Regions from separate parts of the Macaca mulatta genome. Here region 1 is linked to region 2. Evidence: chromatin contacts called from public Hi-C data. All regions are on one chromosome and are shown on one strand. The core of a region is the stretch at or near the end of the contact, and the rest is flanking DNA. Distances in the headings are between cores, read along the strand shown. Region 1 has its middle 23 kb from the start of ASGR2. Region 2 holds the start of SLC16A11 (solute carrier family 16 member 11).

Region 1 (6,102 bases), core at 2,130-4,629, 93 kb before region 2:
CTTGCCTATTAAACCTCTGCCCTTAAACTCACTCCTGTGTCTGCCCGCATCCTCAATTTCCTTGGCATGAGACGATGAACCTTGGGTATTACCTCAGACAACGCTGCTGCTTCAAAAGCTTAATGGAACAGACCATTTACCCCTGTTGTGCCCTGCTCAGCTCTGTCCCCAAAGCCACCAGGCACCTAGGCTGTGAGAGTTTCAGTCTTTATTTTCATTAATTATTATTATTTTTTTGAGACGGAGTCTCGCTCTGTCACCCAGGCTGGAGTGCAGTGGCACCATCTTGGCTCACTGCAAGCTCCGCCTCCCGGGTTTACGCCATTCTCCTGCCTCAGCCTCCTGAGTAGCTGGGACTAGAGGTGCCCGCCACCAAACCTGTCTAATTTTTTGTATTTTTAGTAGAGGTGGGGTTTCACCGTGTTAACCAGGATGGTCTCGATCTCCTGACCTCGTGATCCACCCGCCTCGGCCTCCCAAAGTGCTGGGATTACAGGCGTGAGCCACCACGCCCGGCCGAGAGTTTCAGTCTTTAACCCCCAATGACAGCTTGCTCAGGGCACACCCGGTCCCTCGTTAGTGCTGCTGAGAACCGTGTTGGGTCCTCGGGCTCCAGAGAAAAAACACTTCAGTTCATAGCCCTGCTCAGCTGTGGTCCTCAAAGTACATCTTCTCAGCATCTATCTGGTCAGGGGGTACCTTCAACCTGTGCCAAACCCGGCTTCCCTCACAAAACCTACCTGGCCTTAGCACTGATACAGGGTCCTAGGGACTGAATGTTTCTGTCCTCCCCGCCCCAAATTCATAGGTGGAAGCCCTACTCCCCAGTGTGATGATATTTGGAGGTGGGGCCTTTGGGAGATAATTACATTTAGATGAGGTTGTGAGGGTGGGGTCCCCACGATGGGATTTGTGCCCTTGTTGGAAGAGAAGGAGGCCAGAGTGCGCTTTCTCATCCACGTGAGGACACAGCAAGAAGGCGGCTGTCTGCAAACCAGGAAGTGAGCCCTCCCCAGACACTGGATCTGCCAGTACCTTCACCTTGGGCTTCCCAGCCTCCAGAACTGTGAGAAATAAATGTTTTTTGCTTAAGCCACTTAGTCTATGGTGTTTTGCAATAGCAATGCAAGCTGACTAAGACACAGGATCACGCGTTCTATTTCCTCTTCAGTTATGATGGGCTTCCCTCGGGCCCTTTGGTGCCCTTTCCCGTCAGCTGACTTTAGCTGAATAGAGCCATCTCTATTCATCACAGAGGTTCTAAGGACATTAGATCTCCAAAAGAAAGGGACTAGAGTCTCAAATTTCTTTGCTTCACAGAAGCTTTTTGGCCCCACCTTTCAGTGGCCTGTCTGCAAACCAAAACTGGCAAAGAAGGGCAGTCTCCCCCGAGCCACTGGAAAAGTCCTGCCTCCCCTGCCTGGGGTAGGCGACGGCTGGCTTCCCACTTACACAGATAAGGGCTTACAAAGTCACTTGCTAACTTGCCTAGACAAAGAAGTTATTAGTAACTTTTACATGTCAGCGTAGGTAAACAAAACAAGTTTAAGTTCCTGTAATCAGGCACCATGTTTTATTATTATTATTATTGTTATTATTATTTGAGATGGAGTCTCTCTCTTTCGCCCAGGGTGGAGTGCAGTGGCGCGATCTCGGCTCACTGTAAGCTCTGCCTCCCGGGTTCATGCCATTCTCCTGTCTCAGCCTCCGGAGTAGCTGGGACTACAGGCGCCCACCACCATGCCCAGCTAGTTTTTTCGTATTTTTAGTAGAGACGGGATTTCACCATGTTAGCCAGGATGGTCTCGATCTGCTGACTTCATGATCTGCCCGTCTCGGCCTCCCAACGTGCTGGGATTACAGGCATGAGCCACCGTGCCCGGCCACCATGTTTTATTATTAAAAGTTAATGGGGACCGGGCATGGTGGTTCACACCTGTAATCCCAGCACTTTGGGAAGTCAAGGTGGGCAGATCACCTGAGGTCAGGAGTTCGAGAACAGCCTGGCCAACGCTGCATTTAGTGTGTCAAAAGTAAAACTCGAGAAACTCTTTTTCAAAGAGTCTTTTAAATCTGGGGTTTATAAATGCAATCATCCTGGTTTCTGAACTCCATTTAATAGATCTGGGGATGAAACAGAAGCTATCATGGTCTCATGCCAAGCTGCTTCAACACCTTCAGGGGCTTCGCAAGCCTTTTTCCGACTCTAAGATGTGAACCAGAAAGTGTTTGTGATTCAAGCTAGAATGAGTTACAAGTTGGCAAAAGAAAGGTAATGAGAGGTAAGTGTTGCCAAATGGTTCTCAGGAGCTGAATAACTGAATACTCTTAGCTATGCAAGAATGATCTCCTTACTGTTTAATGTTTCACTTCAGCTACTTGGAAGTATAAAATGCAGATTGATTGCCCTCAAGTCATCTTCCTGCCTCAGCCTCCTGAGTAGTTGGGAGTACAGGCGTGCAACACCATGCCTGGCTAATTTTTAAATTTTTTGTAGAGACAGGGTCTTGCTATATTGTCTAGGCTATGAAGGTCATTTTATATATTATTTTATATTTTATTTTTTATTTTTTAGTTTTATTTATTTATTTATTTTGAGACGGAGTCTTGCTCTGTCGCCCAGGCTGGAGTGCAGTGGCCGGATCTCAGCTCACTGCAAGCTCCGCCTCCCGGGTTCACGCCATTCTCTTGCCTCAGCCTCCCGAGCAGAGTAGCTGGGACTACAGGCGCCCGCCACCTCGCCCGGCTAGTTTTTGGTATTTTTTAGTAGAGACGGGGTTTCACCGTGTTAGCCAGGATGGTCTCGATCTCCTGACGTCGTGATCCGCCCATCTCGGCCTCCCAAAATGCTGAGATTACAGGCTTGAGCCACCGCGCCCGGCCTATATATTATTTTAAACAATTTTGTGCATGAAACTGTTTCGACGGCATTTTGACTGAAACCTGTCACATGAGTCAGGTGTGAAATTTTCCACTTATAGCTCAGAAAATTTTGGATTTTGGAGCCTTTCGGATTTTGGATTTTTGGATTAGGGTTGCTCAACCTGTATTAACAAATAGTTGCGGTGCAGGGGAGTCTCTCTCCTTGCAGACTGGCACCTGCAGCTGTGACCACACGGTGGCGCTGCTATCCTGATGCTGGGAACATAAGCGAAAAAGAAAAAACCCAACTTCCTAAGGGCGAGAAAGTAAACTAGAAATATGAAATGAGGTTTAATACTGACCAGTACTTTTTAAAAACTTTGCCTTTTACATAAAAAATTGCGGTAAAATACACACCACATAAAATGTAACCGTTTTTAAGTATGCGTTTCTGTTGCATGCGGCACATTCATCGCCGTGCAACCATCCACAGAACTCTTTTCATCTTGCGAAACTGAGACTCTGAACCCTTTGAACAGCAACTCCCCATTCCTCGCCCACCAACCCCTCCCCCTGGCAACCACACCATTCTACTTTTTGTCTCTATGAATCTGACTACCTTAGGTAGTGGGATTATACAATATTTGTCCCTGTGTGACTGACTGGGTTATTTCATTCAGCATAATATCTTCAAGGTTTATCCACGGTGTAGCATGTGTCAGAATTTCTTTATTTTTAATTTTTGAGATGAGCCTGGCTCTGTCACCCAGGCTGAAATGCAATGGCTCAATCTTAGCTCACTGTAGCCTTGAACTCCTGGGCTCAAAAGATCCTCCTACTTCAGGCTCTTGAGTAGTGGGACTATAGGCACGTGCCACTACACCCGGCTGATTTTTAAAAAGTTTGTGTAGAGATGGGGGTTTTGCCATGTTGGCCAGACTGGTCTCAAACTCCTGGCCTCAAGTGATCTGCCTGCCTCGCCCTCCCAAAGTGTTGGGATTACAGGCGTGAGCCACCGTGCCCAGCCCAACTAACGTTTCTTAACAGCCTACTGTGCGCTAGGTGCTCTTCTATGTTGCAGGGACACAGCACTGAGCAAGTTGGTCAAAAGCCTCACTTCTCTGAGGCCTGCAATCTCAAGGATTCTACAGGGTCATTCACTAAATAGAGCATGTTGGACAGGTGCTGGGGGCAAGTGGGGAGCAGTGGAGATGAGGCTCAAGGGAGCCCTTGGGGTCCTCTGTTGAAATTCTGTCTATCCCGCATCACTGACTTCTACTTAGCCCTAGCTGGGAGAGTGGGTTACCAAATGCAAATGATTATAAAGCTGATAGATGAATCACATTGTTCTGTACTTTTTGATGAACTGTTTCTTGAGACTTTTCCAGTGTTTGTATAAAAACACTAGCTTTCCTCTCTCTTGATTCTAAGAGCAAAGTTGGGGAGTCTGGGCCAGCTGTGTGCTGGGTTCCATGCAGGATGTTAGAGACACAGAAATGAAAAAGCCACGGGTCCCGCCTGGCCTGGTGCAGCAGGGGAGACGGGCAGTGCACCCAAACAAAGATTACGGAATATGCCCCGCATGCAGGTGGCACCAAAGAGGGCCTGGTGAGCTCTACTTGGTGAGTCAGGGAAGGCTTCCTGGAGAAGGAGTTTACTCTCCTCTGAAGTCACTTCCTGGGAGATGAGCTGAAGGTCATGAGATGGGTGCCTGGACTCGGATTCCGGGGATTCAGCAATGAGGAGGCTGGAGATGAGCCGGGGTGGAGCTCAAAGGTAGGTGCAAGGGGTTTGGACCTTTCTTATCTTGTGCTGCTGAACAGAGGCAGGTCTGCAATGCCAGGGATACACCCCAGGGGTGCAAAGTAGCAAGAGCTTTGGTTCTGGAGTCAGATGGAACTGGGTCTGTGTTCATTTGTAGCGATATAGCAAAATGCCTTAGAATGGGTAATTTGCAAACAACAGAAGTTTGTTGATCAGAGTTCTGGAGGCTGGGAAGGCCAAGATCAAGCACCAGGAGATTTAGTGCCTGGTGAGGACCCATTCATCATAGACAGCAACTTCTTTTTTTTTTTTTGAGGTAGAGTTTTGTTCTTGCTGCCTAGGCTAGAGTGCAGTGGCACGATCTTGGCTCACTGCAACCTCTGCCTTCCGGCTTCAAGCAATTCTCCTGCCTCAGCCTCCCAAGTAGCTGAGATTACAGGTGCCCACCACCATGCCTGGATACATTTTCTATTTTTAGTAGAGATGGGGTTTTATCATATTGGCCAGGCTGGTCTCAAACTCCCAAACTCAAGTGATCCTCCTGACTCGGGCTCCCAAAGTGTTGGGATTACAGGTGTGAGCCACCGTGCCCAGCTTTATGAGTGACCTTAATGAAGTTGCTTAATTTCTCTAGGCCTTAGTTTACTCATCTGTAAAATTGGGATAACAGCAGTCCTTTTTCCCTAGGCTTATTAGGAGGCTTAACTGAGATAATGGATGTAGCGTGCAGGTACAACGCCTGGCACATAAGAAGCTCTAACAAATGTACACCTGTATTGCAGTATTATCGATTATGTATCGATTGCAGTATTAGCGATCATGTGTCAGGCGCATGTTTTTCTTGGTTAGTTCATTTTAACTCAAGTAATATTTATTTCAAAAGTATTGCTTCTTAGCTTTATTTATTTATTTATTTGTTTAGTTTTTGAGACGGTGTCTCACTCTTGTTGCCCCTGCTGGAGTGCAGTGGCGCGATCTCGGCTCACTGCAACCTCCACCTCCTGGGTTCAAGCAATTCTCCTGCCTCAGCCTTCCGAGTAGCTGGAATTTCAGGCGCCCACCACCATGCTTGGCTAATTATTTTTTCTTTTTTTTTTTTTGTATTTTTAGTAGAGACAGGATTTCGCCATATTGGCCAGGTTGGTCTCAAACTCTTGACCTCAGGCGATCTACCCGCCTCAACCTCCCAAAGTGCTGGGATTACAGGCGTGAGCCACCACACCCGGCCCAGCTTTATTTATTTGTATAAATTTACGGGAAACAAGTGTGACATGCATAGATTGTAGAGTGGTGAACTCAGGGCTTTTAGAGTCTCCATCACCCAAACAATGTACCTTGTACCCATTAGATAACACCTAATCATCCAGGAATATTTAATTTGAAATTAATTTTATATGAAAACAAACAAATATATTAGATGCTATATACTTGTGGCAAGCGGCTCTCCTGGAGTTTGCTGTCCTTTGACAGGCAGGT
Region 2 (5,611 bases), core at 1,362-3,861:
CTGGATCCTACAGTAGAGCTGGAATTCAACCCCAGGAAATCTAACTTGGGAGTCTATTCTCCTAATCTCTGTGCTATTTTATTCCGTCAGCAAAAGATGACAAGTTTTGCTAAGAATATAGGGAGCCTGAGGTAGAAGAGGAATGTACCCTTGCACAGCCCCAGTCCCAGGCTCTAGGATACCCTTCTGGCTTCGTAAGCATCCTGCGAAGGTGCTCAGCATCACTTAGCACAACTCCCAGACGCAGAGGGCCCGGTCTTCGCTCTGAGTGCCCTGCATTTCTGCCTCACCATGGGGAGACGGTGATTCGTTTAGCTTGGAGCAGAGTCTTCAGCAGCCTTCTCAGGAGGCAGGATCCCTGCCCTCCCCGGTGGCTGAGGACCTGCTTTCACAACAGCACTCCGGGCTGGGAAACCGGTGGGGCCACTTTCCTAAGGTGTGTCTGTCACCTTAGACCTTCATGAACAGGACGTTTCAAGCAGAGAGCATGACATTTGCAAAAATTGAGGAGTGAGGAAAAGCTAGGCATGTCCATGGAGCAGAGAAGATAGTGGCTGATGGGAGGCTGCAAAAGGGAGGGAGGAGAGACGGTTTGGAACGGTAACCTAGGTCTACCTTTGATTCTTGTAAAAGGCCTGTACAGAGTACAGAAATGTAATTTTTTCCCTCTTTAGGCAGTGGAGAGCCGTTGAAGGTCATGCTGTGTTTTTCATGTTTACAGTTGCGCTCCTTAAGAAGCGTTTTTCTTGTCTTTACAGGCAGATTCTTTCCCAACAATTAGGAAACACTGCCATCATGTGGCTCGGTGGATGCATGATCCCAACTTAGGTTGCTGAATGTTCTATCCTATGTTTAATAATTAAACCAAAGAACACACCTGGGAATTCAAACAGCTGAGGTAAAGAATGTCAACCTGTCAAAAAGGACATTTTCTATAAAGTGTTTCAAAAAATCAATACCTGGGTTCCATGACCTGATTTCTTACTTTGCTTTCAAAATTCTAACCTGGCCAGGCATGGTAGACTGTAATCTCAGCACTTTGGGAGACCAAGGTGGAAGGATTGCTGAAGTCCAGGAGCTTGAGACCAGCCTGTGCAACATACTGTGACCCCCTCTCTACAAAAAATGAACAAATTTAGCCAGGCATGGTGGCGTGGAGCCTGTAGTCCCAGCTACTCGGGAGGCTGAGTTGGAGGATCGCTTGAGCCTGGGAGGTCGAGGCTGCAGGGAGCCATAACGGCACCACTACACTTCAGCCTGGACCAGACCCTGTCTCTGTAAATACATACATACATACATACATACATACATACGTAAAAAATAAAATTCTAACCTAAGTGTTTAGAGATTCTGATCTCAAGAATCCTTTCTATTCCCAGTGACCCCTTATTTTAGAATCCTGTGTTTTCTGTCCCTGCAATGGTTCCGCCCTTTCCAGGGCAGTTTGCATCAAGCTGTATCCAGGATATTTCTCTTAACTGTGCCAGATTTTGTTTCAGTTCCAGGATTGTTCTCCCTGTAGGTCCCACAGTTGGACAGACCTAAATTCAAATATTCACACCATTTTTTCCCTGTGAGCTTCAGTTACTGCATCTATAAAAGAGGCACGACACCAGCCGGGCGCGGTGGCTGACTCCTGTAATCCTAGCACTTTGGGAGGCCAAGGTGGTGGATCACCTGAGGTCATGAGTTCCAGACCAGTCTGGCCATGGCGAAACCCCATCTCTACTAAAAAATACAAAAATTAGCCAGGAGTGGTGGCATGTGCCTGTAATCCCAGCTACTCGGGAGGCTGAGGCAGGAGAATCGCTTGAACCCAGGAGGCAGAGGTTGTGGTGAGCCAAGATCTCGCCACTGCACTCCAGCCTAGGCTACAGAGTGAGACTCCATCTAAAAAAAAATAAATGAATAAAAGAGAGCAACAACTTCTTCATAGGGTTATTATAAGATGAAATGATAGCATGTGTAAACAGTGCCTGGCACATCACAGGTCTTCACTTTGAGAGAGTCCTGTTTCACCCTCTATCCTTGGGGGCCTGTTATTTTATTTATTTATTTATTCATTTATTTTTGAGACAGACTCTTGCTCTGTCGCCCAGGCTGGAGTGCAGTGGCATGATCTTGGCTTACTGCAACTTCTGCCTCCTGGGTTCAAGAGATTCCCCTGCCTCAGCCTCCAGAGTAGCTAGGAATACAGGCTCGTGCCACCATGCCTGGCCAATTTCTTTGTTTTTTTAGTAGAGATGGTGTTTCGCCACGTTGGCCAGGCTGGTCTCGAACTCCTGACCTCAGGTGACCCACCCATATCGGCCTTCCAAAGTGCTGGTATTATAGGCGTGCACCGTGCCCGGCCTGGGGGTCTGCTATTCTAAGCACAGCTCTGGCACTCAGTGGAAGTCTGTGATCTGATATCCGAGGTCTACCTGGTCCTAAGCAATGTTCCTGAAAACAAAACTACTCATCCCCTCAGGCTTTTGGGACCATCCATATTTCCCCGCGTTGGCGGTGGACCCCGGGCTCGGGCTCGCTGGGGTTTGCAATCCACGTGTCTCCCCTGCGCGCAGCAGGCAGCAGGTGCATGGGTGTGAGCAGGGCAGGGCCCCTCGGCATTCATTCCTCTCCACTCCCTCCCCGGGGCTGGGGGTTGTGTGTGTACATAATTCAATCCCCGTGGGACTGGTGTCTGGCCTCACCCGCGGCTTGGCTGATTGGTTGTTTCAGCTCGCCCCCGCCCTCCGTACCCCCGGCGTCCCAGGTGGCTCGGGCCCCTGTGGTGATCTCTGTTTACCGAGAGAGCTTGTCCAAGTTGGGCTCCATCGCTGCTCTCGCTCCCCTTCGGGGCCCCCGCCCGCCTGGGAAGCGGAGAGAAAGCCGGGCCCAGCCCTTCCTCGCCCTTCCCCTCCCCGCACAGCCCGGAGAGGTCGGGTAAGGGGGAAGGAGTGTACGTGGGACGGGGAGCCCCGGGCCTGGGGGATCTGGCTGTCCCCGTCCTGGTACCTCGCGCGGACCCGGGAGTTCCAGCCCTAGGCCTGGCTCCGGCTCCCTCTGCTCTGCGCCATCGCGCTCGGGGTGACCCGCCCACCCCGGGGGAGCAGCCAGAGGCTGGATCTCAGGGATGCCAGCTTCCCAGCGGAAGCACAGGCGTAGAGGCTTCTCTCACAGGTGTTTGCCTACCCCCGCAGACGGCGATGACCCCCCAGCCCGCCGGACCCCCGGACGGGGGCTGGGGCTGGGTGGTGGCGGCCGCAGCCTTCGCAGTGAACGGGCTGTCCTACGGGCTGCTGCGCTCGCTGGGCCTTGCCTTCCCTGACCTTGCCGAGCACTTTGACCGAAGCGCCCAGGACACTGCGTGGATCAGCGCCCTGGCCCTGGCGGTGCAGCAGGCAGCCAGTGAGGCGGGCTCTGAGGCGAGAGACGGGAACGGGGAGGAGGGGCTGTGAGTGGAGGGATGGGAGACCCCCCTGATTACCCGACAACCTGAGAAAGGACGACCGGCTCTAGAAAAGAGTGCATCTTAAGGTCAAGGAGAGGAACCATTAGTTCGAGGGAGGTAAACAGCCAATGAGAGGTGTTGGAGAGAGTTTGGGGGCCCGGGGGCGTGTCTTTTATTGACTCCGCCCCCTTCCAGGCCCGGTGGGCAGCGCCCTGAGCACGCGCTGGGGAGCCCGCACGGTGGTGATGGTTGGGGGTGTCCTCGCCTCGCTGGGCTTCGTCTTCTCGGCTTTCGCCCGCAGTCTGCTGCACCTCTACCTCGGCCTGGGCCTCCTCGCTGGTGAGGGAAGGGGGATGCCCGGGTCATTCAGGGTGAACTGGGGACAGGAGCTTATGGGACTGGGGTAGCGAACGAGGCGAGGGCCTGGTGCGGAGAGCAGGACTGGGAATGCTGGGGAGGGCGTCCCCAGTGCCGGCCCACATCCCCTCCCATTCATTCGCAGGCTCTGGTTGGGCCCTGGTGTTCGCCCCTGCCCTAGGCACCCTCTCGCGTTACTTCTCCCGCCGTCGAGTCTTGGCGGTGGGGCTGGCGCTCACTGGCAACGGGGCCTCCTCGCTGCTCCTGGCGCCTGCCTTGCAGCTTCTCCTCGATACTTTCGGCTGGCGGGGCGCTCTGCTCCTTCTCGGCGCGATCACCCTCCACCTCACTCCTTGTGGCGCCCTGCTGCTACCCCTGGCCCTTCCTGGCGACCCCCCAGCCCCACCGCGTAGTCCCTTAGCTGCCCTCGGCCTGGGACTCTTCACACGCCGGGCCTTCTCGATCTTTGCTCTAGGCACAGCCCTGGTTGGGGGCGGGTACTTCGTTCCTTACGTGCACTTGGCCCCCCACGCTTTAGACCGGGGCCTGGGGGGATACGGGGCAGCGCTGGTGGTGGCCGTGGCTGCGGTGGGTGATGCGGGCGCCCGGCTGGTCTGCGGGTGGCTGGCAGACCAAGGCTGGGTGCCTCTCCCGCGGCTGCTGGCCGTATTCGGGGCTCTGACTGGGCTGGGGCTGTGGGTAGTGGGACTGGTGCCCGTGGTGGGGGGCGAAGAGAGTTGGGGGGGTCCCCTGCTGGCCGCGGCTGTGGCCTATGGGCTGAGCGCGGGCAGTTACGCCCCGCTGGTTTTCGGTGTGCTCCCCGGGCTGGTGGGCATCGGAGGTGTGGTGCAGGCCACGGGACTGGTGATGATGCTGATGAGCCTCGGAGGGCTCCTGGGCCCTCCCCTATCAGGTAAGGACCTGAGCTCGCAGATCTGCCTACAACTATCCTCTGCCCCTGGGGTTAGGGGCTTCTAAATTCCCTTACCCATCTCCTCAGGCTTCCTAAGGGATGAGACAGGAGACTTCACCACCTCTTTCCTGGTGTCTGGCTCTTTGATCCTCTCCGGCAGCTTCATCTACATAGGGTTGCCCAAGGCGCTGCCCTCCTGTGGTCCAGCCTCCCCTCCAGCCACGCCTCCCCCAGAGAGGGGGGAGCTGCTTCCCGCTCCCCAGGCAGTCTTGCTGTCCCCAGGAGGCCCTCGCTCCACTCTGGACACCACTTGTTGATTATTTTCCTGTTTGAGCCCCTCCCCCAATAAAGAATTTTTATTGGGTTTTCCTGAAACCTCCAACTGTTCACCCATCTAGGACCCTGAAAATATTCTACTTAAGACAGCCAGAAAGGCTGGTTCAAAGGAACAGGATCCCAGGAGGCCCTGGGTATGAAGAAGGGCGACTGTCTGTCCAGGCAACCCATTTCTCTTTGCCCAAGTCCTGGCCGGAACAGGGAATCTTTGCAAAGTTGTCTGGCAGCCGGTTTCAGTGTGTTGCTGGGGTTGGAGGTGGGTTGCTCGTGGGTGCTATCTGCCCCATCTTCATGTCCCTTACCCTAGTCCCCAGACCTCCCAGACTAACTCTTCCCTGCATTTCAATCTCCTTCTATGACCCTGAGGGAAATACAAGAATCCTAGGCTCAGACTTCAGTTCTACCAAAGCTATCCACACATCTATAACCTGTGCCCTCAGCATTCTCTCAATTTCTTTTCTTTCTTTTTCTTTCTTTTTTTTTTTTTTTTGAGACAGAGTCTTGCTCTGTCGCCCAGGCTAGAGTGCAGTGGTGCAATTTTGGTTCACAGCAACCTCCGCCTCCCGGGTTCA

Evidence for each region. A called contact is a pair of places that touch in the nucleus more often than the background predicts.
Region 1: a Hi-C map of CD4 T cells shows a contact between it and region 2, with 6 times the contacts expected there. The contact joins the enhancer-like site here to the promoter of SLC16A11 in region 2. A contact is called at or near these places in 7 of 14 Hi-C or Micro-C datasets (CD4 T cells, blood, cortical neurons and 3 more).

The regions. Positions count from the first base shown.
Region 1 is chr16:8,609,303-8,615,404 of T2T-MMU8v2.0, reverse strand. No RefSeq gene overlaps it. Among named protein-coding and RNA genes, the nearest start is that of ASGR2, 23 kb to the right of the region's middle. Within about 2 kb of position 3,379, at least 4 of the 40 cell types and tissues checked have an H3K27ac peak or open chromatin away from gene starts, as enhancers often do. A contact at or near this core is called in CD4 T cells, where this site is marked.
Region 2 is chr16:8,516,270-8,521,880 of T2T-MMU8v2.0, reverse strand. It overlaps SLC16A11 (solute carrier family 16 member 11), which reads left to right and starts at 2,611. Exons shown (of 5, transcript XM_015118415.3): 1 at 2,611-2,925; 2 at 3,183-3,390; 3 at 3,629-3,772; 4 at 3,936-4,703; 5 at 4,791-5,078. The coding sequence starts at 3,189. The coding sequence ends at 5,020.